Linked DNA regions of Danio rerio: all the other regions are linked to region 4. The links are chromatin contacts, called in public HiCAR-type and Micro-C maps. All regions are on one chromosome and are shown on one strand. The core of a region is the stretch at or near the end of the contact, and the rest is flanking DNA. Distances in the headings are between cores, read along the strand shown. Region 1 holds the start of brms1 (BRMS1 transcriptional repressor and anoikis regulator). Region 2 overlaps plcb3 (phospholipase C, beta 3 (phosphatidylinositol-specific)). Region 3 holds the start of ppp1r14bb (protein phosphatase 1, regulatory (inhibitor) subunit 14Bb). Region 4 holds the start of cct7 (chaperonin containing TCP1, subunit 7 (eta)).

What was found. Hi-C and Micro-C count contacts between places; a contact is called where the count stands out from the background. HiCAR-type assays count read pairs that join an accessible place to other places.
Region 1: a contact with region 4 is called in a Micro-C map of caudal fin, with 2.8 times the contacts expected there. The contact joins the promoter of brms1 here to the promoter of cct7 in region 4. A contact is called at or near these places in 2 of 18 Hi-C or Micro-C datasets (caudal fin and hematopoietic stem cells).
Region 2: a Micro-C map of caudal fin shows a contact between it and region 4, with 5 times the contacts expected there. The contact joins the enhancer-like site here to the promoter of cct7 in region 4. A contact is called at or near these places in 4 of 18 Hi-C or Micro-C datasets (caudal fin, embryo, hematopoietic stem cells and 1 more) and 1 of 4 datasets of contacts at active chromatin or transcription factors (caudal fin).
Region 3: a HiCAR-type map of caudal fin shows a contact between it and region 4, with 4 times the contacts expected there. The contact joins the promoter of ppp1r14bb here to the promoter of cct7 in region 4. A contact is called at or near these places in 3 of 18 Hi-C or Micro-C datasets (caudal fin, embryo and hematopoietic stem cells) and 1 of 4 datasets of contacts at active chromatin or transcription factors (caudal fin).

Annotation. Positions count from the first base shown.
Region 1 is chr7:63,169,649-63,176,160 of GRCz12tu, forward strand. It overlaps brms1 (BRMS1 transcriptional repressor and anoikis regulator), which reads left to right and starts at 3,181. Exons shown (of 10, transcript NM_200097.1): 1 at 3,181-3,242. ppp1r14bb (protein phosphatase 1, regulatory (inhibitor) subunit 14Bb) reads left to right here. Exons shown (of 5, transcript NM_001002692.1): 4 at 899-1,643; 5 at 1,740-2,802. The coding sequence ends at 967.
Region 2 is chr7:63,058,970-63,065,967 of GRCz12tu, forward strand. It overlaps plcb3 (phospholipase C, beta 3 (phosphatidylinositol-specific)), which reads right to left. Exons shown (of 34, transcript NM_001122773.1): 3 at 5,329-5,397; 4 at 5,079-5,219; 5 at 4,174-4,253; 6 at 3,318-3,371; 7 at 3,111-3,183; 8 at 2,073-2,173; 9 at 1,674-1,840; 10 at 993-1,139; 11 at 761-918; 12 at 570-652; 13 at 402-486; 14 at 33-180. Among named protein-coding and RNA genes, the nearest start is that of plcb3, 65 kb to the right of the region's middle. Within about 2 kb of position 2,797, at least 8 of the 62 cell types and tissues checked have an H3K27ac peak or open chromatin away from gene starts, as enhancers often do. A contact at or near this core is called in caudal fin, where this site is marked.
Region 3 is chr7:63,130,557-63,137,184 of GRCz12tu, forward strand. It overlaps ppp1r14bb (protein phosphatase 1, regulatory (inhibitor) subunit 14Bb), which reads left to right and starts at 4,727. Exons shown (of 5, transcript NM_001002692.1): 1 at 4,727-5,423. The coding sequence starts at 5,223.
Region 4 is chr7:62,929,305-62,936,485 of GRCz12tu, forward strand. cct7 (chaperonin containing TCP1, subunit 7 (eta)) reads right to left here and starts at 2,704. Exons shown (of 11, transcript NM_173248.1): 1 at 2,672-2,704; 2 at 1,673-1,826; 3 at 1,466-1,572. The coding sequence starts at 2,677.

The sequences.
Region 1 (6,512 bases), core at 1,931-4,430, 240 kb after region 4:
TATAAAATATATACTGTATGTAATTAAAAATATATACTGTATCTACTGTATGTATTATATATATATAAAGAGTTTTGTATAGTATTGTTTTTATGTATAGTTGAAGGCAGAATTATTATCCCCTGATTAGCCCCCTGTTTATTTTTTTGCCAAACTTCTGTTTAACATTTAACAGAGATTACTTCAACACACTTCTAAGCATAGTTTTAATAACTCATTTCTAAAAACTGATTTATTTTATCTTTGTCATGATGATGGTAAATAATATTTGACTAGATATTTTTTAAGACACTTCTATACAGCTTGAAGTGACATGTTATTTATGTTAACTAGGCAGGTTAGGGTAATTAATAGTAATTAGGTGATTGTATAACGATGGTTTGTTCTGTAGACTATCGTAATAAATAGCTTAAAGGGGCTAATAATTTCAACAATAATATGTTTTTTTAAAAATACTGTGAAAATCTCCTTGCTCTGTTCAACCTTATTTGGGAAATATAAAAAAAAATTACAAAAATAAAAGGGGGGCTAATAATTATGACTTCAACTGGATGTGTCTATATCACACTTACATAATAATAGACACATGTATTATGTTAAAACTAATTTTATTTTGGAAGTGATTGATCGTGTTTGCCATAGATGGGTTGCAGCTGGAAGGGCATCCGCTGCGTAAAAACTTGCTGGATAAGTTGGCTGTTCATTCCGCTGTGGCGACCCCAGATTAATAAAGGGACTAAGCCAACAAGAAAATGAATGAATGAATGGTTGATCGTGATTAATCTTTGTCCAGCGCTAATTATAAATAAACAATCAAAAAGATTGTGGTAGGCAGAGTTTTAGGACTTCTGTTAGGACTTGTCAGCTGTCTGATGTCTGCTAAATGTATTTTCTGTAGGAGTTTGTAGCTGAATTGTTGGACAGGATCCGTGGCATGCAGAAGCTCAGTACTCCTCAGAAGAAATGAAGCTCCAGCCGCCTCCACCTTTCCTCATCGTATCCCGCTTCTCCTTTTGCAATTTAGGGGCGTTTCTATTTACCCCTGAGCAGGTGCTCATCCTGTCCCTGGGCTCTGTTGCATCTGTTGAGAAGGAGGTGGAGGGAAAGTTACTGGAGATTCAATCAGATCCTTATAAGCAGGGCTTATTTTTTTTATAATTTTGTTGTTTTATTTGTATTATTTTATTCTGTTTGGCTTTTTTTGTAAAGGAGGAACGAATTTTGAAATGTTTTGGAATGTATTCTTTTCTTGTTGTTACACATTATTGTGCATATTAGTCTTTATGCATAGTATAATGTTATTTTTATGAATTAGTTTTCTTAGAATTGTACCTTTTAAATATGGTTTCAGAGCTCCCTGCACTGTCTCAATGAACACATGGACTAAATCAGTTGTGAAACTGTGACGTTCCTTGGTTTAAAATGACTTCAGAGGAGATCAGACAGAAGCGGCCTTGTGGATTTTTTCTTTTTTTTTCTTTAAATAAGTGTTCAGGAACATTAAAGAACATTTTAATTAAAAGGAAAAAAACAATAAATAAAGCAATCAAAGCTGTTTGAAGCAAGGGAGTTACTTCAGATTTGTGATATTAACAGGGGAGGGAACAGTGAGGCTTTGATACTTTAATTTCCCCCTGTCTTATACACACACACACACACACACACACACACACACACACACACACACAAAAACACACACACACACACACACACACACACACACACACACACACACACACACACACACACACACACACACAAATCCATGGGCATCACCACCCTCAGGGATCAGGAGAAATTACCACGTACACTACCACAACCACAGCTGCGGCTCTTGGGCCTCACACACACAAACATTCACAGATGTGCATGCTGACTCTTTCAGAGATAGGGAGGGACTGGATGATAGCAGGCTAGACATGCTGCAGTACGTCACAGTCACTGGCAAACGTATGTAAAAAAATTAATCCTCTCACGTGACTCTCCTAAATCATCTTTCCAAGGATGCCATCTGCTCTTTTTGTCTCAGCCAATCAAATACTATAATAAGAGGGCTAATACTCTCACTCGGTGCTCTTGAAATTCACCAATCCAACATTTCTAGCAGGAGTTTTAGGATAGCGATTTCTATCACATACTAACACATCTACAGTATATGAATCATTCACTGAAACTCATCCTGTCATTCGCTTGGGAGTGATATGAAGTCAGGTAGAATGACAGATGTCCACTTGTTTTATTTTTTCATTATTAATAAAAACATTTATTTTACTTTTTCCCTATTTTTTTTACCTGCCCATCTGCATTTCATTTTACATGACAGTCATGTTTATACTTTCAGATGCTGCCTTAGGTTACATTCGTTCTGACAACCAAATAAATAAAATCATGTTAGATAAATACACAAGGGGGAAAGGAAATAGAAAAGACCTACACAAGTTGAATTTTCTAGAATAAATAAAATTGTACTTTCAGTGATTCTTTTTTTTTCTAGGAAAGGAAGTTGACTATATTTGGAGCAATTTTAGATGCATTAACATTTATTAACAAAATTTAATCATCTGTTGTGTGGACCTTGTAGTACTGTTGATTTCTCTGTTGTGTCCAATGGGACGTGCAGATTAAAATAATTAACTTGACTTTAAAAAAAAATAATAATACAGATTTTGGAAATGTTAGAATTTGTGCTCGAGGTCATACCTTTTAAAGGAAAAAAAAGTATATTGTAGCAATACTAAACTGATTTGTTTTTTGCCCAGTTTTTACACTTTTATGCAAGTTTAATAAAAACATGTAAAACTACTTTGTCTGCTTCTTTACTTATGTCTTAACTGTGTATTGCTCATATAAGAATGCTTTACTGTTGTTAGAATAATCATCATATTTAGTAATGGAATATGTTTATCTCCGATTCATTATACAATATCACAAACAAGCTTTCATCAGGGAAACCTTTCAGTGGGTAAAAGCCGCGGCTCCAATGCTATGCTCCAAATGCTAATGCCAGGTTTGAGACCAACTGTAATCGACGAGTCCGCGATTCTTCATCTGCGAGCTTCTATTGGTTCTTATAAGAAGCGAGGTCTGCGTTTATTGGCTAGAGCCCCAAAACGGCTGTGTGTTTCAACAAACGAATAAACGCTGAGGAAGTAGACCTGTCCGATGTCAACTTGCCATGATATGCAAATTCATTCGAAAATATGTCATATTTCTTCAATCCTTAAAGAATAATCGACAAGAAGGTAAGCTATTTTGCTGTGGTTTATGCAGTAAATAGAGTTGTTTGTAAGATGTAACACGGTGTGTTGATATCCCGAGTCTTGCATCGGGTAATATGCGGAGAACACTCGTGGAGGATTTAGTACCTCCATGCGAAGTATGATAATCAATTACTACATTGTAATTGAGACGTTTTAACAGTCGTAACTTTTTGTTTTGCACTCTTGTTCGCGAACACCCCATGTAGCGCGCTTTGTACTAACGTTAGGCACTTCTTGCCTCTGAATGAAGTGCGGAGTTGGTCAATTGAAAAACGAGCTTTTATAGCTAGCCTTAATGCGCAACTATACTTGAACTGCACGGAACTGTATTTTGTAATGTATCTCACAGCGTATAATGTATGAGCTGTAGATGCACAGAATGAGTAATGAGCTTGTAATGTAGCTAAGTCAGTGCAGTGCGGCCTTTAGAGGATGTACATGATACACACTGCGAGTTTGTATAGACGCAGGTCACATACATTGCTTTTAAAGTGTTAATTCAATACACTGTGAATTAAGTTTGACGCACTGAACGATATTTTTCCTTTCTAATTAAACATAAGTGGTTAATAGGTTCTTACGCTTGGTTTCTTGATTTCTTTGCTCTTGGCGGCTAGTGTCCTCTAGAGGTCCATAGTTTTCTCCGTTGTTATACATGAACATTAAGTTAATGTTATATTTTTTTTCTTTATGCTGAACGCATCTTTGAGACCGATAGCTTAAAATGTATATTTAAATATTTTTGTTGTCACACACACACACATATATATATATATATATATATATATATATATATATATATATATATATATATATATATATATATATATATATATATATATATATATTTAAATGTAACGTTACATGTTCAGTATCCAAGTAATCAGGGATGGACAGAATACATAAAATACATATTTTAAAATACAAAACCAAATACATAAATTTTACATGTATCAAAATAAACTACAAAATACAGCAGCCACAACAAGTACCAAAATTAAATACTGCTTGTATTTTGTACTTTAAAAAATACTACAAAATAGTTTTACAAGGGAGCATGACATTTCTTAACAAACCTTCCATTAATCGACATTTGATCCATCCCTTCACCATTAAACTGACTGAAGTGAAGTAAACAATGTTTGACAGCAACAGTATTTCTCTGAGCAAGTTTAAGTTAGCTTCTCTTCTCAAGATATTCATAAACTTGTGTTTCTCTTTAATTTTTAGTATAGATTTTGTACAAGTTTCATACAGAAACTCCTGTTTTAAAGATGATCACTTTAATGACTGTAAAACATTTAATGCAGATAATGAGCTGGAACATATTTCTTCATTGTGTTTGCATCCATTGTATGGCCAGTAAAATTGACACCATCTCTTAACAGTCTTATATCTTAAAAGGGTGATATACGAAAAGTTTATTTAATTTTTTTTGTTCACATCATTTTTTAAATAAATAAATTTTTTTGACAAATAAAATCTTCAATACTTGATGTAAAACATTGATTTTTATAAGCTACTAAAATATCCAGTTTTAGTTATTTCCATAAGTCATGGTTTTGCAAGTTATCTTTTTATGATCAAAATTCTGGCATTTGAAAACGCCAATGAAGTATAGGAATTGCCACTGCAGGACCTATTTTTATGTTGTTTGTCTTATTGTCTTGGCATCTACAGTACATTGCAACCCATCCAGATCTACTATTATTTAAGCAGTTTACTTAATTTACCAAGAGTTTTTCAGTTCTTCTTTAACTGGAAGGCTTACCCTCTTAGTTTACCCCCTTTACCCCCCTGAGCACCAGTTTTTTTTTTTAAAGCATCAATTTGAGGTTGCATTTTTATCAAATCATCATGTAGACTTCTTACAAAGTATTTTACGGTATTTAAAAAAAAAAAAAAAACAAGACACTATAATACTAAGTATTTTGATAGAAAATTTTCATCTATATTCATATATATATATATATATATATATATATATATATATATATATATTAGGGGTGTAACGATACACCAAAGGCACGGTTCGGTTCACGGTTTTGGAGCCACGGTTCGGTTCGGTACGGTTCGGTTTCTGTTTGCTGTGGGGTTAGGGTTAATGTCATGTTAACAGCAATGCTAAGAGAAAATTCACTTAATAAAAAGAACATCTTAACTTTTTCTTTATTAACTTTGTCATCGCTTTTTTAGTACAGTCAGGATACCCGAGTAAACAACTAAAATTAAATAAATACCTCCAATATAGACTAGTCAGAAAAAAAACTATTCTCTTTAGTGCAGCCATCTTAACTAAGTAAACTAAAATTAAATAAATAACTGCAGTGTAGACTAGTGAAAGATCTTCTTCAAAAACACCATAATATCCACATTCTCCGATGAGAGACTTGATCTCTGTGCAGACACACACGCTCATTTTTGATTATCTATGGTTTCAGTTAGATAGATAGGTTTCCGTTTAAATTAATGAAAAAATATACATATAATGTGTTTGTAAAGTGTTTTTACATGACATATTCACCAGTAAAATACATTGCAGTTGTGTCAGAAACTAATGTTAGGGTTGTAGCCGGCTGTATGTTTGCCTCTCGATCTCTCTCTCTCTCTCCCGCTCCCTCTATGCCGGTCATTTCTGTAGGTCCGCCTTCATGACAGCTGCTGCCTGTCATTTCTGTAGGTCCACCTTTTTGACAGCTGATTGGTCAGGAGACCGATCTATCATCATTTGGTGACGCAGCGCGGGAATGTGAAAAGCAATTCAGGAAGAGCGGGAGAGAGAGCGCTTTTTCCTTTGATCTCGTTTTTCGTGTATTATTCTGACATGATTATGATTTTCGTTGTTTTTGCTTAACTTTCGTTTGGGCAAAATTATTTTGCATTACTTTTGCCCACTTTAAGTAATTTTGTGAGGTTTGTACATTTTTATTTCAATTGATTTGTATATTATTTTTTGGATCCGCTCCTTCCCGACAATATAGGCTGTTCACTCTTAGTGTAAGGTGAATAGGGAAAATGTCATACGATTTCCATTTTGCAAACACGTAGAAAATGTATTGCTAAAGACATCAGGTAAGAGGTGAAGGTCATCTTTGTTTATTTTATTCAGTATAGGGAAGAATGCGGCGCTCGGCGCTGAAGACCTTTTTTTTCTTTTCATCAGTTTTAGCGAGATAAGGGGTTATTCATGAGTTAGAATTGTTTTATTATATTTATTTCTTTTGTTTGTCTTCACTATCACCCCCTTGCTAG
Region 2 (6,998 bases), core at 1,547-4,046, 130 kb after region 4:
ATATTTTGGTATGCTTGCATGTGTACACACACCATTCAAAGGTGAAGACTGTTCATCTGTCCCATCCTTGCGTCGGATGCTCCCACCGTTAGAGGCCCTGTGGTGATGTTTCTTCTTGTTCTTGATCAAGATCTTCCCCAACAGCTCCTGGGGGCTTGGGAGTTGTTGACCAGGAACCAGCTGAAAAACAACATGATCTCTCAATGATAAAGGCCAAATCAATCTGTCATTTTCAATTATTACTTACTCTGGGTTATGATCAATCTGTCATTTTATATTTTTGCGCAAACTATCAAGTTCATTGGACATCATGCTCCTTACATACTTACATTGATAGATTGTCTTAAACTTCTGACAACTAAAGTTTGATAAATTTGGTTTTATGGTGATGAACAACCCACCGGATATTTGTCCAGTGGGTCAATGAGCAGCGCATCCCCAAACATTGAGCGACAATATTCAGCCATTTTAGCCTGCTGCTTTGCTCTAAAAGAAAACAACAACCAAGGTAAGATATACACAATGGCAAAACAACACGCATTAACCACATAATCAAACTTTGCACTTACGAGTCCACGTGGTTCTCAAAGGACAGGATGAGAGGGTAAGGTGACGTCTTGAAAGCACTTTCAGCAATGGCTTCAATCACATCCTGAAAGGGCAAACAACAAAACCTTATAGACACCATTTCTCTTTGCAGTTCAGACAGGGGGTGAAATATGATGAAGTCACAGACTCTGAGATAAGGCCATACACAAACCTTGAATGGGATCTCAGTTGTCATGGTGAAACCATGAGTGATGATTGGCTCTTCTTCAGGTGGGCGGCCCTTCCAACAATCCAGCTCTATACAGCGGCATCCTGTCAGCAACACCTGTCTGTACATCTCAACTGAAGACAGGCCTGTCAGCTGCCCCACTGAAGTTAGAAAGACACAGTTCAAGATATGCACATTACTTTGTTCCTGTCTAATAGAATGTGTGTTTGTGTACCCGTAAGGTATGTGTTGTGTGATGAGTTGATGAAATAGTGGGACAGCGGCTGGTTCATATCATCGATAATGTCCAGCCTCTCAGGGGGAACCACAGTGTTTTCCTCTCCGCCAAGATACTTTGTGAAGCTCATCAGGGAGATCTGATCTGCTCACACATAGACATGTAAATCAAATTGCAATCAGACTCATCTTTACCATATGACTAGGACCAGACAGAATCTGCAAACATTTTTTTTTTTACTATTTTTGATGAGAATTTTGTAAAAAAAAAATAAAAATCTGCAGATTTATGCAGAATGATTTTAGTAGTATCATAACCAAAAACTTAATATTGGAAAGAAAAATAATGTATCTAATGCAAATCCAATTACATACAGTTCTTTGGTAAACAAAGCAAGTCTCATTTAATATATCTACTAAATCTACTAGAAAATATTACTTCACAAACTGTATTATGAATAAATCATATGAACATTTTACCATTCCTATTATGATATTACAATAATATTAGTCAAATTAAATAAAAAAAACTTAATACAAATACATTTACACACATTTACACAAGTAAATACATAGACTTAACAATGGGCTAAGAATCTGTGGAAATCTGCGGATTTCTGCACGCACAGATTCCATATAGGCCTACGTATGACCAATGTCTGTGAGTGTGCACTCATACCTCTCTCCAGCTGGCTGGTGTTGGTCTCATATTTCTCCATGAGCTGGCGGACCTGATCTCGTTTGAGTGGAGGGTAAAGAACCTCATTTAGTCGTGAATCCCTCTGTTTGCGATTTATGAAGTCCATCAACTGATCCAAGGACAAGAAGGGCTTCCCTTTAGACCCTCTACACACAGAATTGTAGAGAATTGCCCATTAGAAACACTGTGTAATGCATAATTTCAAACATCAGTTCTAAACACATTAACTGCTACAAATAAGTATTTGGACACACTCAATAAAACAAAATAATGAAGAAATTTTGTATTTAAACATGTTTAAACGTGAATTAAACTGTCAAAATTACGTTTTTTGGCATACAATATTTATATCACTACTGTTAAATCCTGTTCACTCACAGATCTACAAAAATTCGCTCCACCTCTGGTCTGGGACTTAGTTTGTTTAAAAAGTTCTGGAACATTTCCCAGGTGAAGTCATCTGGTTTTATACCGTCCACCTGGATGGATGTATGATAAATCGACAGATATACAGATAAAGAGACAGATAAAATGAAGAGGTTAAGTTCAAAGTCACTTCCTTCCACAAAAGCACCTTTAGTGACAGCATACCTAAAAGCTTTTTTGTCTAACACCCCCTTTGAGAATATTACTTTAAAACGCAAATTATCTTTAAAGATTGTGTAAGCACACAATGTTCACAATACAAGATGTAAAACTGGTTCTACAACACTGAGCCATAGCTGCATAAACCATTTTGAACTTTATGTTAATCTAACGTGCTCCTTACATTAATAAAAAAAATAAAATAAAAAATAGATGGGATACACCTATTGATTATTGATTGGTGAAGTTTTACATTCATAAATACTTCTCTTTGTTCATATTGTGTCTTTGTAAAGTTATTTTCTGCATAATAAATACAAATACATTTTTTTCTAAATATAGGAAATACAGCAAAAAATAAATAAATAAAATCAGACGCACTGCATCGGTTGGCTAATGCAAGTAAACATTTTGTTATATATTGTGCACTATGCTTCTGGGGTTGTTAAAACAGTCGGTCATTAACTAGACATGTCAGTTGTGCGACCCCTGGTGTTTACCCTGGGTTCTCTACCTGATTCAGTTCATTTTTAAGTTCACCCTGCAGAGGGCAGTGCAAGACAAGAAATATGTAGACACATTTAAGATCAGCTTCTGTGTCCAAACTAAGCCATAAAAGGACTAAGCATAGATCACCATAAAGTGTAAAAGACGTGATTAGTTTTAAATGACGATAAAACTTACTTAGCAAGTGTGCATCATTTTGGGGGAAAAAAAAACACTACTTCGAAAACAATGAATTAACAAACAAGAAAGAGACTATAAAAGCTCAGCAGACTGACAATAAAGGGTTTAACATGTAATAGAGATGATCGGTGCATGATTGATTACCCTGTTAAAGATAAGACCGCAGTGCTCCAGCGCCATCTCCACACGTTTCTTATCCGAGAACATTTTTAGGATGCTAACAGAAGTGAAAGAGAAAGAAAAAGAGAAGAAGTGAAAGGGATAACAAAAGAAGAAGTGGTAGATTAGCAACAAAAGCCTGAAGAACTAGAACTTAACTGTGTTTGAGTAAGAAAGCTTGTATTTACTCACTTCTTTACTGGGATTTTCCCATCCTGAGTTACCTGCAACTTTAGCTTTGTGTAACTATTACAAAAAAAAAAAAAAAAAAAGACTGAGAGACAAACTACTATCACTCATCATTAGCTTACAGTTATTATTTGTACTTCTGCAAAAAGAAAATCTAATGTACTTTGTAAAATTACCAGCAATCATCAACAATCATCCTGCACTACCAGCACTGCCTCAGACAAGACAGCAAAGCAAATAATAGTTTTATTTTTTTTATTCTGGAGTGAACAAACCCAAATCGTGCTTGTATATTAAAGCTCACCCAAAACTGAAAATTTGTGCCATTTACTTTCCAAACCTGTATAACTTTTTTTTTCCTCATTATGAGTAGTAGAACTTTCAATGTTTGACTGAGCTAAACTTTTAAGACCATGTGTGACCTTCAATTACAAAACCAACTCTGAGGCAAAGCTAAAGTTAAACATGGAAACCTGGCTTGAACTTTTGTCAGGTCTAGTTGGACTTAGATCAGACAGTGAGATATAAAGATCCCGTAGTAACATATTAAAGTGCATTTTTCAGAATTAAAGCTGCAATTATGTTACAAATGTGTCAATTTTAGCTATAAGTTGTAATTTAAGGATTAAACCTGCAATAATAAGTTACAGAGATAAGAAGTAGCAACTGAGAGTTACTGTATAATGTTGCAATATGAGATACAAAAGTCACAATTTTGAGTGATAAAGTTGCATAGTGAGATGTACAGTACATTATATATACCTGTATATTTAAAGCTCAGTGAAAGCTTTTCGTATGTTTGCTCCACTAACATGTCACTTGGCATCACACAATGCTTTTAGACAAACAGAAAACTCACGCTTTGAGTAAGAAGGTGTTGCGGGAAGCATTCTGGGACAGCATATTTGTGGCAAGTTTAAACAGTTCATCCGTCCACAACTGGAAACCCAAATCACAAAAAAATCAAACCTTCTTAAATGAATTAAGGCATTTATTTAGTAAATCATAGAAATAAATCGTGCTTCATGAGTGCCAAGCTTTTGAGGTTTAACATAAAACAATGTCTATGATAATTTGATCAGAAGTGCCCAAACCTTTTCGTATGAAGGACCAAAAACCAAATATCATTGAGTTCTGTGAGCCGTAGAAAAATATACCAAACTATTAGACATTAAAGTTGCCATAGGAAATTTCCTGAGTCAAAATATTTTTTCATAATAAATATAAAAGTTTACTTTGAATTGTATTAACTAATGCAGTATAACTTTTTAAATTATAACTTGTTCCAATAAAAACATAAACAATCATATTTATAACACAGTGGAGTTGTTGTATGCTGAATATACTAGTCAAGCAGATTCTGCCTTTGCCTTGATTTGCCCACCAAAGTCTCTGCATTGTCCTTGATCTGTCGTATGTACATTTGAAACTATATCTTATTCATTTACACCATTTATATAGAAACATTTAATTTCAGATTAAATTAAATTTATTTTTGTAGCTAAACAATAAAACAAACAGATAAAAGGGTACATTCAATCACAAATGACAATCTCTAAACCACTGTCAGATGGGATGGCGGGCTAAATCAAATGTTACCATGGGCCAATTTTGGCCTGATGGTTTGAGCATTTCTGAATTAGAAAATACAAACAAAAATGTACACTTAAAGCTACAGTAGCATGCAGAAAAGCAGGACGGAGCAAGAGGGAGTAATAGCAGGGACATGGTCTCCTGGTGACAAGGACTGGTTGTCGTGGTTACCTTGCAATAGCCATCCTGCACAGCTTGGAAGTTGAGGAAAGAGATGTTGACCAGGTCGTTGCCGTAGACGACCGTTAGCAGCCTTGAGTCAGAGTTCCCATCTGCTTTGCCCGAAAACAACATTTCACGAATACGTTGGTCCTAAAAACACAAACAAACTTTACCACCCCCATCTTGCCATATGAGCCTTTCTAAACGTAAGCTTCATACTGACACTTTCCAACTTAGGCATACATACTGTAAAACTTACCTTTGGCGTCTTAGCAAACTTCCCTGTCCTGGTGTCCCTGATATGACTCATGTCCAGGATTTCCGCTTCCTAGAAGATACGCAAAAAGACAGATCAAAGAGATGATGAGTGCAAATAATAAACATTACAATGTCATTCAAAAACACAAACAAAAAAACAGAATTTACTAAGAAATCCTACTGAGACATCCATGGTTATGACAATATGGAGTTTAATTATACAATTTAAATAAGTAATTAAGTAAATAAAAAAGTAAATAAATAAATAAATGTTTAGAGTAAACTGTATGTATCTTCTTTATGTATCTACCTTACTTCAAACAATATTGCATACAATAATTTCCCATTGACAGTCAAACTGTGTACTAGGTAGGGGCCGGTATAAGATTGCAACGGTATGATAACCTTAGATCAAAATATCCTGGTTTTATGGTTTTTTGAGTACTGCTCTAAAATATATATATATATTTTTTTTTAATATCTGGGTAAAAAAAACTTTTTTTTCTCCTCTGTACATAATATATTTTAATTTGAGAAAATATTTTTTTTATATATTTTTAATTTTAGAGCAGTAAACATGTCAAGCTCAATAATAAAAATGAATCATTGACTTCTGCTCTCTTCATTTGTTTGAAAAACCCAGATTTCTTTACAATTTAAAACGGCATCTTTGGATATGTTTTCTGCTGGAGATACTGTTGTACTAAAAAAACAAACAAAAAAGTAAATAAAAAATCTTACACATACCTTAGGAATGGTATTACAGAAAATTTTGACAGTTTTAAAACCTTGACTTTTCCAAACCGCGGTATACCTGGAAAACGGTTATCATCCCATGCCTAATGTGTACACCTATTTATTGTCTTCAGCATTCTACTGTCAACATTGCCAATTGTATTCCGTTTTGTTTTCTGGGAGTACAGTATGTTGTTGTATTTTGTATTTTGCACTGTGGAGCCCAACTTAAGCTTTCTACTCATCATAGTACACATGCTGCTGATGATGTGACAATAAAAGTGATTTGATTTAAACAAATGTTTCAAACTAACTACACAACGAAAAGATTATAAAGAGCAAAAACTAGACCTTTACAATAAGGTATCACTGGTAAATGTCAGTTAGTGTAATAATGTGAATGGGGTCAATTTGTTACAGAAATTATAATCTTCATAAACAAAAATACAAACCAACTTCATCAGTTTTAGCTAAATTACAAAGCAAGTCTGCCTTTTGATTGTAATGAGCCATTAAACATTAACTAACACATTAATATTACCCAAGATTGATAAATGTTTACCAAGTAGGTTTAGTCATAAGTTTAGGTTGTTATAACGTTAACAACTGGAGCCTTTTTGTAAGGTGTTATCAAACAATAGGCCTATAAAATATCTGATCATTTTAATCAGCGTCACGGGCATATCATATCATAGGCCAGATCACACTCAAAAAATGACTTATGGTGTCTGTTCAAACTGCTTATTTAAAATCAATCGAAACAACACAAATCTTGAGTTATTTGGGGACAAGTTCATTGTTTCATGTTCGATACACTTAAATTTGTTAACGTATACATTAACTTAATTCATGTTATCCCAACAGAAAGCGATTGCATTTTTTTACATTGTGTTATTTTAAAAAGTTAGTTTGAGGTGCAGTTGTGATGAATAACAC
Region 3 (6,628 bases), core at 3,477-5,976, 200 kb after region 4:
AATATTTATCTTGGTCCAGTAAATAAAGAAATAAGAAGGTCACGAAGGCCTGAATTTATTTATTTATTTTTTATTATTTTTTTTTTTTTAACAAATTGTGATCATTACAGCTGTGTTAATGCATCGGTTTCCTCGTCATTCCTTCGGTTTCTTTCAATGGCCACAGCTGTGGACTAATCAAACTAATCTCTCATCAAAATGGCGCTTTTGTTTCCTCTTCCCACCCACTGTGGCATCCTCACTCGCTCTATTTCTCTGCAGATTCCTATCTCACTGGCTCTCTGCTGTTATACCCCTAATATAGGTTGTTTTCAGTTTGCCAAACAGTCTCCTGCCAATGCTCTAAATTTATTGTTTGTTGTGAGGCAGCCATTCACTTCAGGCAGGTGGCAGCAGTAGCATCACTGAGAAAAAAATCTCTACTTGTTAATTCACACCAAGGAGATTAATGTCTTTATTTGTGTTGGTTTTGCAGTTTGAGATGTAAGGGTAAGAATTTAGTCCATGAATGTGATTTGAGAGCGCCACTACTCAGCAGTGGTGTAAAGTAACACATTACAAATACTTAAATTACTTTGAGTAGTTATTCTCTGTAATTGTAATTAAGTACTTTTAAACGTGTATTTTACTTTCTCTTAAGTACATTTGTTGGTACTTTTACTCCACTTTTTCCTCCAACCTGCGGTCACTTTTTTTTTTGTCTATGGGGATAGTAGAAAAGTTAAGTAGAAAAATAGTCCTTTGATTCCTGTCCAGTCAAATCGCACATAGAAAGTAAATTGCCAAAAATTTCCAAAATCTTTACATGCAGAGACTGTACTGTACTGAGAAGAATGATGTTTACTGTATGATGACTGAAATTGCCAAATGTCTTTAAACAGTAATTGAATGCACTACATAATGTTACGTTTACACACACATCCACAAATTGCATGTAAACGCACCAGCCTTTCACAGCGTAATACTCATTACTACGTTGAGTATTATTCACCAGATACTTTTACTCTTCTTGCACTACATTTTTTTGTGTAAATAATGGTACTTTTACTTGAGTATGACTTTTCAGGACTCTTTCCACCACTGCTACTCAGTAGGATTTGACAATAAAATACATCACTATTTTACAATAAAAAATGATTGAATTATGAATTATTTTCAAGAACTTTGAGAATGTAAATATGCAGTTAAGTATGTCAATAAATTCAGAATCCTGACAAAAACATTAATAATTATTAAACTGTAATTTTACTCAATTGTTTTGTCCGGTCCATAAAATGACTCATCTGATGCATCCACATCTCAAAATTAACACAATTATTTCATGAGCCAGATCTGACATGATTTTTTGTGTTCTTGGGCCGTCTGAATATAGCATTACATCATCTTAAGAGATTATCACAAGTTCACACATGAAATAGAAACAAGTCATCAGAAAAAAATAATAATTTTACTCACCCTACCTTTTTGTGTTTTTTTTTTTCTATTGTTGAACACAAAAGAATATATTACTAGAGGTCAATGGTTATTGGTTTTACACTCTTCAAAATATCTTCAATTTTGTTCAACAGAAAAAAGCCACTTAAACAGATTCACAAAACTAACAATTATGAACATTTATAAAATAATACTTTGAGATCATAGCAGGACTGCAAGACAAACAAATGTATATCTAGATTAATTATAAAAACAACAAAACAATAATCAGCAATAATGTATAATATTCAAATACTTGTGCATGTCTGAGTACGTGAAAACATGCAACTGACTATATTGCAGCATGCAGTGAATTTACTGAACTGTAAGATCCAGACATAGCTTTATGAATAATTCATTGTCTTCATGCCACTTGTAAAACACCACTGTAGAGGTAGAAATGTTCCGTGGCCTCTATAATCAGCCTGGAGCATTCTAGCAATATTCCCTTCTTATTTGTATTTAATTTTTGTAAATATTATATATTAATATTAATATTTGTTTGTTTGTTAATGATTTATACAAGAATGACCTTTGTTCTCAAAGGTACACTCAATTTTGGATGAAGTTTAATGCCATAATTGAATACTAACTTTCATACATGTTTATGGTGGAAAACTGTATGGTGCTTTGTCCAGTTTATTCTTAATGTTAAATGAACTGACTGTTATTTGCTCTGTAAGGTGGCAGTGTTAGAGTGATGCATAAAGTTGTTTAGATACTGTATAACTTATTTAGAATAAATCTGATTATATTTTGATCCTATATTTGTTTTCTCACGCCACACATTCTTCGCTGTAAAACCTAAGTCAACTTGTCAAATGACAATAGTGAAGTTTACTCAAAACTGACTAAAAGTTGATTCTACTCGTCTCAAAAGTTTTGAACTCAGCTTGAAGGTAACGAGTTAATTAAATATCTTTTTACTTCAACTTAAATGGAGTAAGTTCACAGTACTCATATAGATTAGTTTTTAACTCAAATGGTTTGTTGCAATCGGTTTCTTCAAACGATTTGAGTTGACTTAACTTATTGGGTTTTAGAGTATTCAGTTGGTTTGAGTTGAGTTTATTTATTGGGTTTTACTGTGCTCAAATTGCTTCATTTACTCAAATGGATAAGGTTCACAGTATTCATTAGGATTAATTTTTTAACTTAAGTAGTTTATGCAATAAGTCTCATAAGACAGTTTGAGTTACCCTAACTTTTTAGATTTTTACAGTGTTGGGTTAATTGAGTGCAATGAACTCAATGATATTCATGCCAGTTCATTATTAATATCCATTAGTAGCTGTTCGTGTGACATTAATGGCAAATACCATGAGGGGGCGACCCTTTCCACATGGACTAAAGCAGCATTTTCTAAAAGACAGATTTGTCTGGAGTATTATGCCCTGCTCACATAATTAACAATAACTTTAAAAGTAATTATATTAGCAGCTATACCAATGGATAACCATGTTCTGTTTATCATGAGCATGTTCTGCAGTTATGCCTTTTGACTCTAAATGTATACTCTGGGTAGACTGTTGGTAGACGGTTTCCTGTTTATGGTTTCATCATTCCCTCTACACTGAAAAAATTATGTTTTCAAAATTGTTGCAAACAATTTACAGTTGAAGTCAGAATGATTAGCCCCCTATTTATTTTTTCCTCAACTTCTGTTTAATGGAAAGAAGATTTTTTTAGCACATTTCTAAACATAACAGTTTTAATAACTCATCTCTAATAATTGATTTATTTTTATCTTTGTCATGATGACAGTAAATAATATTTGACTAGATATTTTTCAAGAAACTTCTATACAGCTTAAAGTGACATTTAAAGGCTTAACTAGGTTAATTTGGTTAACTAGGCAGGTTAGAGTAATTAGGCAAATCATTGTATAACAATGGTTTGTTCTGTAGACTATCGAAAACGAAAAAATATATAGCTTAAAGGTGCTAATTATTTTGACCTTAAAATGGCTTTCAAAAACAACCAAAAACTGCTTTTATTCTAGCCGAAATAAAAAAAAAACAAGACTTTCTCCAGAAAAAAAAATATTATCAGACATAGGCCTACTGTGAAAATTTCCTTGCTCTGTTAAACATCACTTGTGAAATATAAAAAAAATAAATAAAAGTCAATGGAAGGCTAATAATTCTGTGTCATATATGTGATGTGTTGAATTTCATTAATTTTTTTCAGCCCCTTTATTAATCAGGGGTCGCCACAGCAGAATGAACCACCAACTTATTCAGCATATGTTTTACGCAGTGGATGCCTTTCAAGCTGCAACCTATCACTGGGAAACATCCACACTCATTCACACACATACACTACAGTCAATTTAGCTTACTCAATGTGTTAAATTTAATTAAACTAATTAAAATTAGAAATGTTCAGCTTTGTTTGTTTAAATACAGCCAAAAATATTTTTTACACCTAACAAAAAATAGTAAATAACAAAAAATAGTGAATTTTTTTTTTTCAGCTGTGCAAACATGTTGGTGTGTTTTATGAATATGTGAGTAACTAATCAGCAGGCCTGTAATGAGAAGGTAATACACTGTGAATATATTGTACAAAGGAATAGTTCACACAAAAATTCTAATTCTGTCATTATTTACTTACCCTTCACTTGTTCAAACCCTATTTGAGTTGTTTTTAACAAAAGAAGGAAACTTATAAAGGTTTGAAATCACAAAGAGGAATGGAATTTTCATTTTTGGGTGAACCCCCTATTAAGACTCTTTAATTAAAAAAAAAAAGTATTAAAAACACACTTTGTTTATGGAAATTGATACGTGTCCAACATAAGGGTTAAACTTGGGAACAGTGTATGTGTGTGTGTGTGTGTTTACACAAATAAAATTTTATGATTTGCAATTTGCTGTATAGGATCTGCCATTTTTGATCCCCTTTATACACTTTCATTTCCTAATCAATAAAACAATAGACTAAAATACTGATGAATAGGCTAGATAAAATAAAGCAGACCTAAAGTTCAAATATGTCACACCTATATATGTTGCCATCAAGGAATCCTTTTGTTTTTATTCCTCACTCATTTTAACATCACAGTTGAAATAACAGGATTATCTACATGTATTTAGCCTGAAGAGAGGGTTGGGTGAACTTATTAGTCAGCGTTAGAGACAAGGGAGGGAGAGGGAGAGAGACTGACAGAGAGGGAGGGAGAGAAAGGACAGCCGTTGCTCAAAGGGGGTTACACATACACAACTCGTGTGAGGGAAGCAGAGTAGGAAGAGAGAGGAGGGGGAAAGGAAGGACAAAAAAGAAGGGGGACACTGCACTGTTTGTTTTCGTTTTATTGCTTTGAATTGCAAAAAAAGTACCGGTTCTCTTTAAGTTAAAGGATAAATCATTGCTAACGGCTTCCATCTTTACTTAAGTTCTAGATAGTAGGCTACGAGGGGCACGCAGTTATTTTAAGTGATCAGAGCATTTGTTGCTGTTCTAGCTACTTTGTAAAGAAAAAAGAGACACGCGGTTTGCAGTCCTGTAAGTGCTTTTTAGCGACTCGACAATTTGAGACAAGACTCAGCGTAACAAATAATCAAAACTGGAAGTAGTTTTATGTGACTTTATTTATATTATCAAAGAGTTGCCAGATGTCATTGAGCTCTGCGAGAAAGCTAGAATAACATCTCCATTAGTGGCCTTTTTAAATCACACAGCTAAACAAATACGGGGAAGAAAACCAGATCTACTGTACCAGCCGGTTATTTACATCATTGCGGACTATGGCGGCGGTAACAAGTCCAGAATCGAGCCAGCAAGCTCGCGTTTACTTCCAGACGCCCACCGGATCAACTGAAGAAACCGAGACCCCGGTCCGCAAGCAAGGACGGGTCACAGTGAAATATGACCGGAAAGAACTGAGAAAAAGACTTAATTTGGAAGAGTGGATTATTGACCAGCTAACGGATCTCTACGACTGCGAGGTAAGAGTCGTTTACAGACGCTTTGCTAAAAATAAGTCCAGAAGGTTAGTTTGAGGTAGTTTATAAACTAAACAAAAACATCAACAAGTCAATCTATTCAATATTAATTATTATAGATAGACAATGCAATGCTCAGTTATCGCAGTCACCGTAATATTACAAGCGAAGAGGAGAATGCAATTGTGTTTAAGCGCCAATCTGCAACTGACCCACATTCTATTTACAGACACTTTAAGCGTTAAAGGGAGAGCGCTTTAATTATTACGTTGTAGCCTATTACTTTATATACCTTCGCGCAATCTCGGTGACGTCATCCAAAGTACGCCTTGTTCGCTGCTAAATAAATTTGTACAGTTGAGTGACAAGGAGATTGACTACGAATTAAAGCACGAAATTAAGGGGTTTCCCCTTGTAACTCAAGCACTGGGGTTTTAATTTATTAGATTTAATAAAGATTTGCTCAGGGACACATCCATCCTGTGCAAGCTACATAGTTCTACCATTAGGTTGACAAGCAAGCAAACAAACACACAAATAAACAAAATGTGTGTATGCCTACTTCTAGGCCTACATAACTGCTATAAATCTGTATTTCAGACAGGATTCCATAAAGTCATATTTGACCCACACTATAAATTAACTGATGTGTGAACTAGCTGAATTCATGTAAGCTACCCTCAATGATTTTATTGAATTTACTGTAAATTGTTAATTTGTGAAGTAGCTACTCCCCAGATAGCTAGTAGTATAGGCCTACTGCACGACATAAATATTTTTCAAGCAGGAACATTTCTTCAATGTTCAATAATCTGTTCAATGATGTGTTCATTGATGTTCAATGATCAGAAAAATGTTTTAAATTATAAACATCTTTTAAAATATTTTCTTTTTAACATCTGACAGGAATCGTCATATAGATGCACTGCCGATTTGTCTTTCAGATGTAAATACACAAATAAAAAACAAACGCAAACTTTTGAAAACTGAGGCAAGGCTATTCAAACCATTATATGAAGAGTTCAGATGCAAAAACCTCTACGTGCAATTAAAAATTAACATTTTTCTCAGCCTCCTTTGTTGATGTTGAGATATTTTACTTTAAAGGCCACGAAAAGGACTTATTCTTTGCCATAAAAGTGATATTACTGAACATACACACAGGAGCTTGATACATTTTAGAGGAAAACTTCAGATAGCATTTACAG
Region 4 (7,181 bases), core at 1,454-3,953:
CATAACAATAAATTATAATAAAAACATGATAATAAAAATATTATAACAATAATAAAAAAATGTTTGGGAGATTTTTAATTAAATCTTAAAAAAAAAAAAAATAAATCCCCCAAGGTATTACTAATAGCACATCATTCTAATTAGGGCTGTGCAATTTGGGGAAAATTTGTAAGTGCAATTTTTTTGACATATTGCGATTTTGATTTGATTTGCCATTTAACTTTATGGTCAAGCTTCAACTCAATGTGTAACGTAGCTTCCTACTGCTAAAATGCAGTAAGTAAAAAAATAATAATAAAGGAGCTGAAACAATGTTAACTTAAACATTTATTCAAATTGGTTTAAAATATTAAAAAATGAAACACGCATTTTTCTCTAGAGCAAACACAAAGAAAATGACCTTAGCTTTCGGTTAACAAGTTGAACTCAAATTAGGGACATAGTATAGCCTATTATACATACAAATAATAATAATAATTATAAAAATACAGAACACCAAGCAAACAAATACGGTTGATAAGTGCCTTTCTGTAGCTTATAATGTCTAAAACAAAAATAATTATCACAGATGCTTCACAATATACCATGACGTTAAACATACAGCTGTGATTATCCAAAATGGCTAAAATAGGTGCAAGATTGTAGTGTATATCTCCTATCCTGCATTTAGATGAGTTTTTTTTTTAATCCCTCTTTGGTCACAGCATTACAAGGCATTGTGTCTTTAGTGAGGCAAGTTAGTGTGTTATGACATTAGCTATCTTCTGAATAGAGCTGCACCAGCTGAAGGTAAAGTCCTCACTAGGGGCTTTGCAACTACTAGCTAGTTTGTAACTAAATGTGTTAACATGATCATAAAGTTTAGTTAGTAGGTCATAAGCTCTCCTTAAAGTCATGTGTATAGTCGCCTTGAATAACATAATATCCAATAAGAACCATTCAAATTGGTGAGCTGCTTTAAAATTCTGCAACTATTGCATCTATATATAACTGTCCTATAAAAATGAAATGACAAATTATATTTTTATAGTACATAACAGTCAGTCACCACACACGACATACATACCTGTATAGTAAGCTGTGAATGCACACGAAATACAGATGAAGTTGTGAAAACATTAAACTTGAATTTTTTGTGACTTTGAAACCAAAATTATCCCATATTGCCGATGTCCTGCTTTTCTTTGATATTAATTAATCTATTAATGCTTCTGAAGCAGCAGACAGCATCCCACTCGTCCACGCTTTCCTGTTTTTTTTTTTTTGTGGGCATCACTAACATTCACTATGCTTGCGTTTGCAATGGGAGGGGAAATTAAACAATACATATTTTATATCGCAGCCTCTTTTTTTTGGTAATCGCGAGTGTGATTCGATTTTGATTAATCACACAGCCCTAATTCCGTTATTTTTGTGTCTAGAAAACTATTGGACTAAATCCATAAAAATGAAGAGGTCATCTTACCTCAGCATCTTGAGATCTAGCAATGTCCACCAGAGTCTTGGCTGCAGGATGCACAACATCCAAAAGCTTCAGAATTGTGGCTCCATCATTAGAAATAGTGGCTTTGCCTGTAAAAGCATTAAACGACAGGGCATCACATTAATGTGCAACTTATATCTTTACAGTTATAACAACACTTCTATTTAAAATACAGAATTGCTGACTAACCTCGGTTATCCACCACAAGCTTGTCCATGCCACGGGGGCCAAGGGTGGTCCGCACAGCCTCTGCCACAACCTGGCAGGCATTTATGTTGCTGACCAGTTGTGGGACCCCCTGAGAGGTGTCTGTGCCCTCTTTCAAGAGGATGACTGGAGTGGACTGTAGGAAAAAATTCAAGAATTAATGCATTATCATTAATACGTCGCCTTTTTTAATGACAACTAATTTTAGTACTCTTAAGAGAAAACCAAACTAGTACACATATATAATAATACTGACATTCTCCATATTATGCAGATTATTATAATCTTACCAAGTGTGTAAATCACTTTTTTCTGAAAAGGTTTAAATATGCTTCATAAAAGTTACTTGGAAATCATAAAAACATTAGCGTCTAATAGTTAAAGGCTGTTCAGGGTTTCTCAAACGACTTGCTGTCATACAAACAACTTGCTGTCATAAGCAAAAATCGCTAACATCTTTGTGTGTCTGTAATAAAAAAGTCTTTGTCCTAGAAAAAAAACCGTTCCATTACGTTTTTTGGAGTGACAGCTGAGAGGAACAACCCTTGAGGTTTTAAAGGTAAAAGATCATTACCGTTAGCTCTTTCTCCATTGACGTTACCTAAATGATGCTAAACTAAACCATGGCATCCTTTATCAACCTATACGATTAAAACAATCCGAAGAAAAAAATAAAATAAAAGCATAATAAAAAAAATGTGCACATTATTACACAGACGTCGCATTTTGCACGTTGGGTCACAATACAAAGCTCATAATTCAAACTGGCATTCTCAAATTGAAGAATGAATCGTTAGCCACAAAGCTAACTAGCATCAATGAAAAACGTCAGCTTATGAATTCATTGAAAACAAAAATAATCGAAGAAACATGTACTTTATGCTATATTGTCCCCAGGCTTTTATGTCAAAACACCAAGAATAAAGTAAAATGGACAGATGACAAAGGATTTGAAGGTAAAACAGGCATGTACACACTCACCATCATGATTGCGGAATAGAGGAGGACGGTGCCGGGTGAGGTACCCACAATGCACCTAGAACTCTCTAGAACATGCGACGAGACAACTAATGATGGGCAACAGATGGCGCCATTGCTACAAGTTTCATGTTAGATTTTATTTATTATTATTATTATTATTATTATTATTATTTTTATTATTATTATTATTATTATTATTATTATTATTATTATTATTATTATTTATTACATCTGCCTAGCCACAACATGTAAAATGGACCCTACATTCTGTAAATAAATTAGTTATTTAGATTAAAAAAAATATACACTCCTTAGAGATCATAAAGAAAGGAGATTAATGAGAAGTGATCTATGGTATAAATCAGGGATGCCCAAACTTTTCAATATAAAAGCCAAATATCATTGAGAGCCGTGGGCCGAAGGTAAATATACCATGCTACTGTACATTAAAGTTGCCATGGGTAATTTAGTAATCTAGTTTATTTCATAAGACTTGAAAGTAAATCAAAAACATTACTTTAAATAATATTAATTAATGCAGTATAACATAAAAAATAACTTATTGCAATTAAAAACATAAACAATCACACTACACTAATCAAGCAGAATCTGCCTCTGCCTTGATTTGTCCTCTATCCGTTGGGTGAGAGTATGAACATTTAAACTAAATCTGATTAATTTACACCATTTAATTTCAGTTAGCTTTAAATGATAAAAAAAAAAAACAAGGTTACATTAAATTAGAAAATGACAATCTCTAAACCATGCCAATATTCTTCCTCTCTTCTCAGATGGGATGGCGGGCCAAATCAAAGGTTACTGTGGGCAAATTTTGACCTGTGGGCTCTAATTTAAGAGGAGTCTGGCTACAGACTTGGTGCAGATGCAATCTGAGCTGCATCCAATGCTTTTTAATGTGGTCACCTCACCCCACCCCTTACCCTTCCCTTCACAGTGTCGTCACTATCTCCATTGAGTGCATTGTCTCTGACACTGCATCTCTGAGTAATGCAACTTCAACTTGCACCACAAAAGCTGCATCCAGATGTTGCCTAGTTTGGGCATCCCTGGTAAAAACAAACAAATAAAACCACAAACTCTATTATTAAAGGAACAAGACTGAATAGAAGTGATCTACAGCTGGGGTTCGTAAACTTTTCAGCCCATGACCCCCAAAGCAATGCCAGTGAATCACGACCCCCACAAACACGAGCAGATTGACAACACAAAAAGTGCAATTATAATTATAAGATTATAATTTATGTTGTCATTAATTAATTTTTGCAGTTTAATCTTAACCTCACTTAAAGAGACTGGTGGACACAATGTTTGGAGCACAAGTCTGTTCTTGGTTTGATTTTGAAGACCGCCACTCAGAGATCAAACTTAATGTTAATTTGTGGCCTGCATTTATTTTGAATGTATCTGATAGCGATAAAGGTGTCAGGAAGTTTAACCTTGTGTTAAAAAATCAATCTGCTGCAGCTGACGCAATTGCTAAGTTGTTAATCTAATGTAAACCCACAATCCTATGAAAAAAAGAATTGAAAAGCTGATGTTTTTTTTTATTTGCATGTTGTTGCAACTATAAAGTACTATTTATATCTTCTGTGGATTATGATTAAAATATGGTAATTCTAATAATTTCATAAAATTTATTTGACTTAGAAATCTCCAAGCTACCCCCTGTCATTGTCCCACGACTCTCCAGGCCAGCATAGCAAAATTTCTTTGGCCAACACAACTAGGTTTTGCTTGGCCCACATGCCGCCCTGAATTACAGTACATGACTGGACCAAGTCTAGCTTCCAGACAAGGGCCAAACATGGACCATATCAGTGTCAAGTCTCAGTCAAGTTAATAACTTAAAACTGGGCATAAACTGGGCAAGATAGGTTGGTGTGTCACGATTGCAATCAAATTGATAAACCCATGAAGAACTGCACTCTAGGCACAATATGGGCATGACTTTTCTCAAAGCAACCTGATTGGTAGATTTTTTTCTTTATACAAATATTATTTTAATGTATTTTAAATGTGGGTCTAGACAGGCCAAACTTACATGGTCCACATATCAATTTTTAACATCTGGGCCAAATACTAAATTTGAAATCTGGCCCAAATCTTGTGTGCTACCTTAAGGACAGTGCCACCTCTGCCAAACCCAGGCCATGTGTGGCCCACGTGCTGTATGCCAGTGCCAGATCTACAGATCTAAAGGACTGGTATGTATGCAGATTGTAGATCTCTTATTTTCCATTATAGGCCATAGATTGTCTTTAGTAGACTATTTTCTCATTTGTCTACCTTTCTAATCTCAGCAGCCAAGTTGTTACATCATGTTTGCCTTTAATATGATTTTTATCTACAAAGAGATTATTGTTCAGGACAATACGGTAAAGGGAAACGTAAAATAAATAAGCTGGCATGCAGTACAAACCAATTGACAGAACATACCATACAGCGCAAAGCACAACTTACTTCTACACTTTTACTTCCTGCACACTCACACACACACACACACACACACACACACACACACACACACGCACGCACATGCGCACACACACACACACACACACATACACACACACACACACACACACACACACACACACACACACACACACACACACACACACACACACACACACACACATCATGGTTTATGTACTGTATTTTTCTTTCAACTTAGAAGTCTTAGATTGAATGGTGTATTTATATTTTAACCCAGTCTAACTACAGGACTGCTGTGGTTAGTATGCGGTTCTGGATGGTGAGGTGGCGTATGTTTCCATCTGTGATGTGTCTGCAGTTTGTGGCTGAACTCGAAGCTCTCAGGATTCCCTATTTTAGACACATGTAATTATCAGACGTTATATACACACGCGCCTAGCCTCGCCCTATTGGAGGGTACCTTTTAACTGGGATATTTCTGGAATGGTGGCAGTCCCACCCATTTCTAAGACTGCACAAGCTGAAGATCTGCTGTAAAATTCTCTGAGCTGCATTCAGACACAAAAAAAAACATAACCTGTCTTTTTCAGAGCAAAGCCATGACTGGTCAAGTGAAGCACTTTAAGTGTGATTCAAACTGTCAGTCAGACTCCAAACCAGAGCCCTCACATTCAACTTTTACAAATCGAGCTACATCTCAGGCACACACCGCTTTAGCACTCAGAAGAGACCTACAACATAGCCCTCCCTTTCAATCCCTCTGTCATTATCAGGACTCTCTTCAATCTCTCCTCCTTCACAGTAAGCTTTAATGTGGCCAGCCCATATGTGTCCTCTGTGTGATAGACTGTAATCACAAAAATACCAGTGAAGAGTACAGGCTACTGGTGGCTTTTGGCACCAAGAGTCTTTTCCTCCTCATTTCTTTCCAGCCTATTATATAGGCCACCAAGCATTGGGTGCCTCGTGTGGACTATATATGACTCCAGAAAGCACAGATTGGTGCGATAAGGCTGAGTAGTTCTCAACAGTTCCATTCTAGGAATACTGTGAACTGTAATTTAAACATGACACACCATTTGAAGAGATGGATGTGTATTGGGTCCTTACATCTTCAGACATTAAAGTGTTGTGCAGTGATATGAACTGAACTGGCATAGTACTGAATCAGTTAAAAGGGCTCAATATTTAATTTTCGAAAAGATTGTGAGTGAATTTGAATGTTTGTTTTCTACTAATTTCCATGTAATTACTCGCATATGCACAAGCAAATCCATATCCACTAAATGCGTTGTGTGTGTGTAACACTTGGTAAGCCATTAACACTTGCATCACGCTGACCAATTAAAAAGCCAATCCATCACAGCTTAATCAATACCATCTCACTCTGAGGTGCAGGGGTGTTTGTCCTAATAACTGTTTCAGGATTTGCCATTAATCTTTCTTCAACAAAACGTATGCTGAACAAAATAGGTGTGTGTGTGTGTATGTGTGTGTGTGTGTGTGTCTCCGGTTTTCCCCACAAGTCCAAAGACATGTGGTATAGGTGAATTAGGTAAGCTAAAGTTATACGTGTAGTGTATGTGTGTGAATGAATGAATGAATGAATGAATGAATGAATGAATGAATAAATAAATGAATGAATGAATGAATGAATAAATGAATAAAGGAATGAATGAATGAAGTTCTTGAGTAGCTTGTGAGCAGTCATCTGGCTTTGACTGTTTAGTATGGTTATTAACACACTTTAGACTGTAGAACACTTGTATTGTGATAACCGATTACATTTTAACTGTTCTTTCAATAACTAATAGGTAGCATGAATGCCATTTTTTTTGTAATGTTAACATGGCAGCGCATACCGAGGGGGCAGCCTGCAGATTCTGCACTTTAGGGGTGCCAGGTACTGGAGATGTACCGATTCTAAGTTTGGTTAGTTGTTTTTGACCAGGGTTGGAGCTGAACTGTCCAGGTAGTTAGGTATCAGAAACATGATTTGGCACTCCTGCTTTAGGTTTTGTCTAGCCAACGATTGTAACACATGTCATTTTTA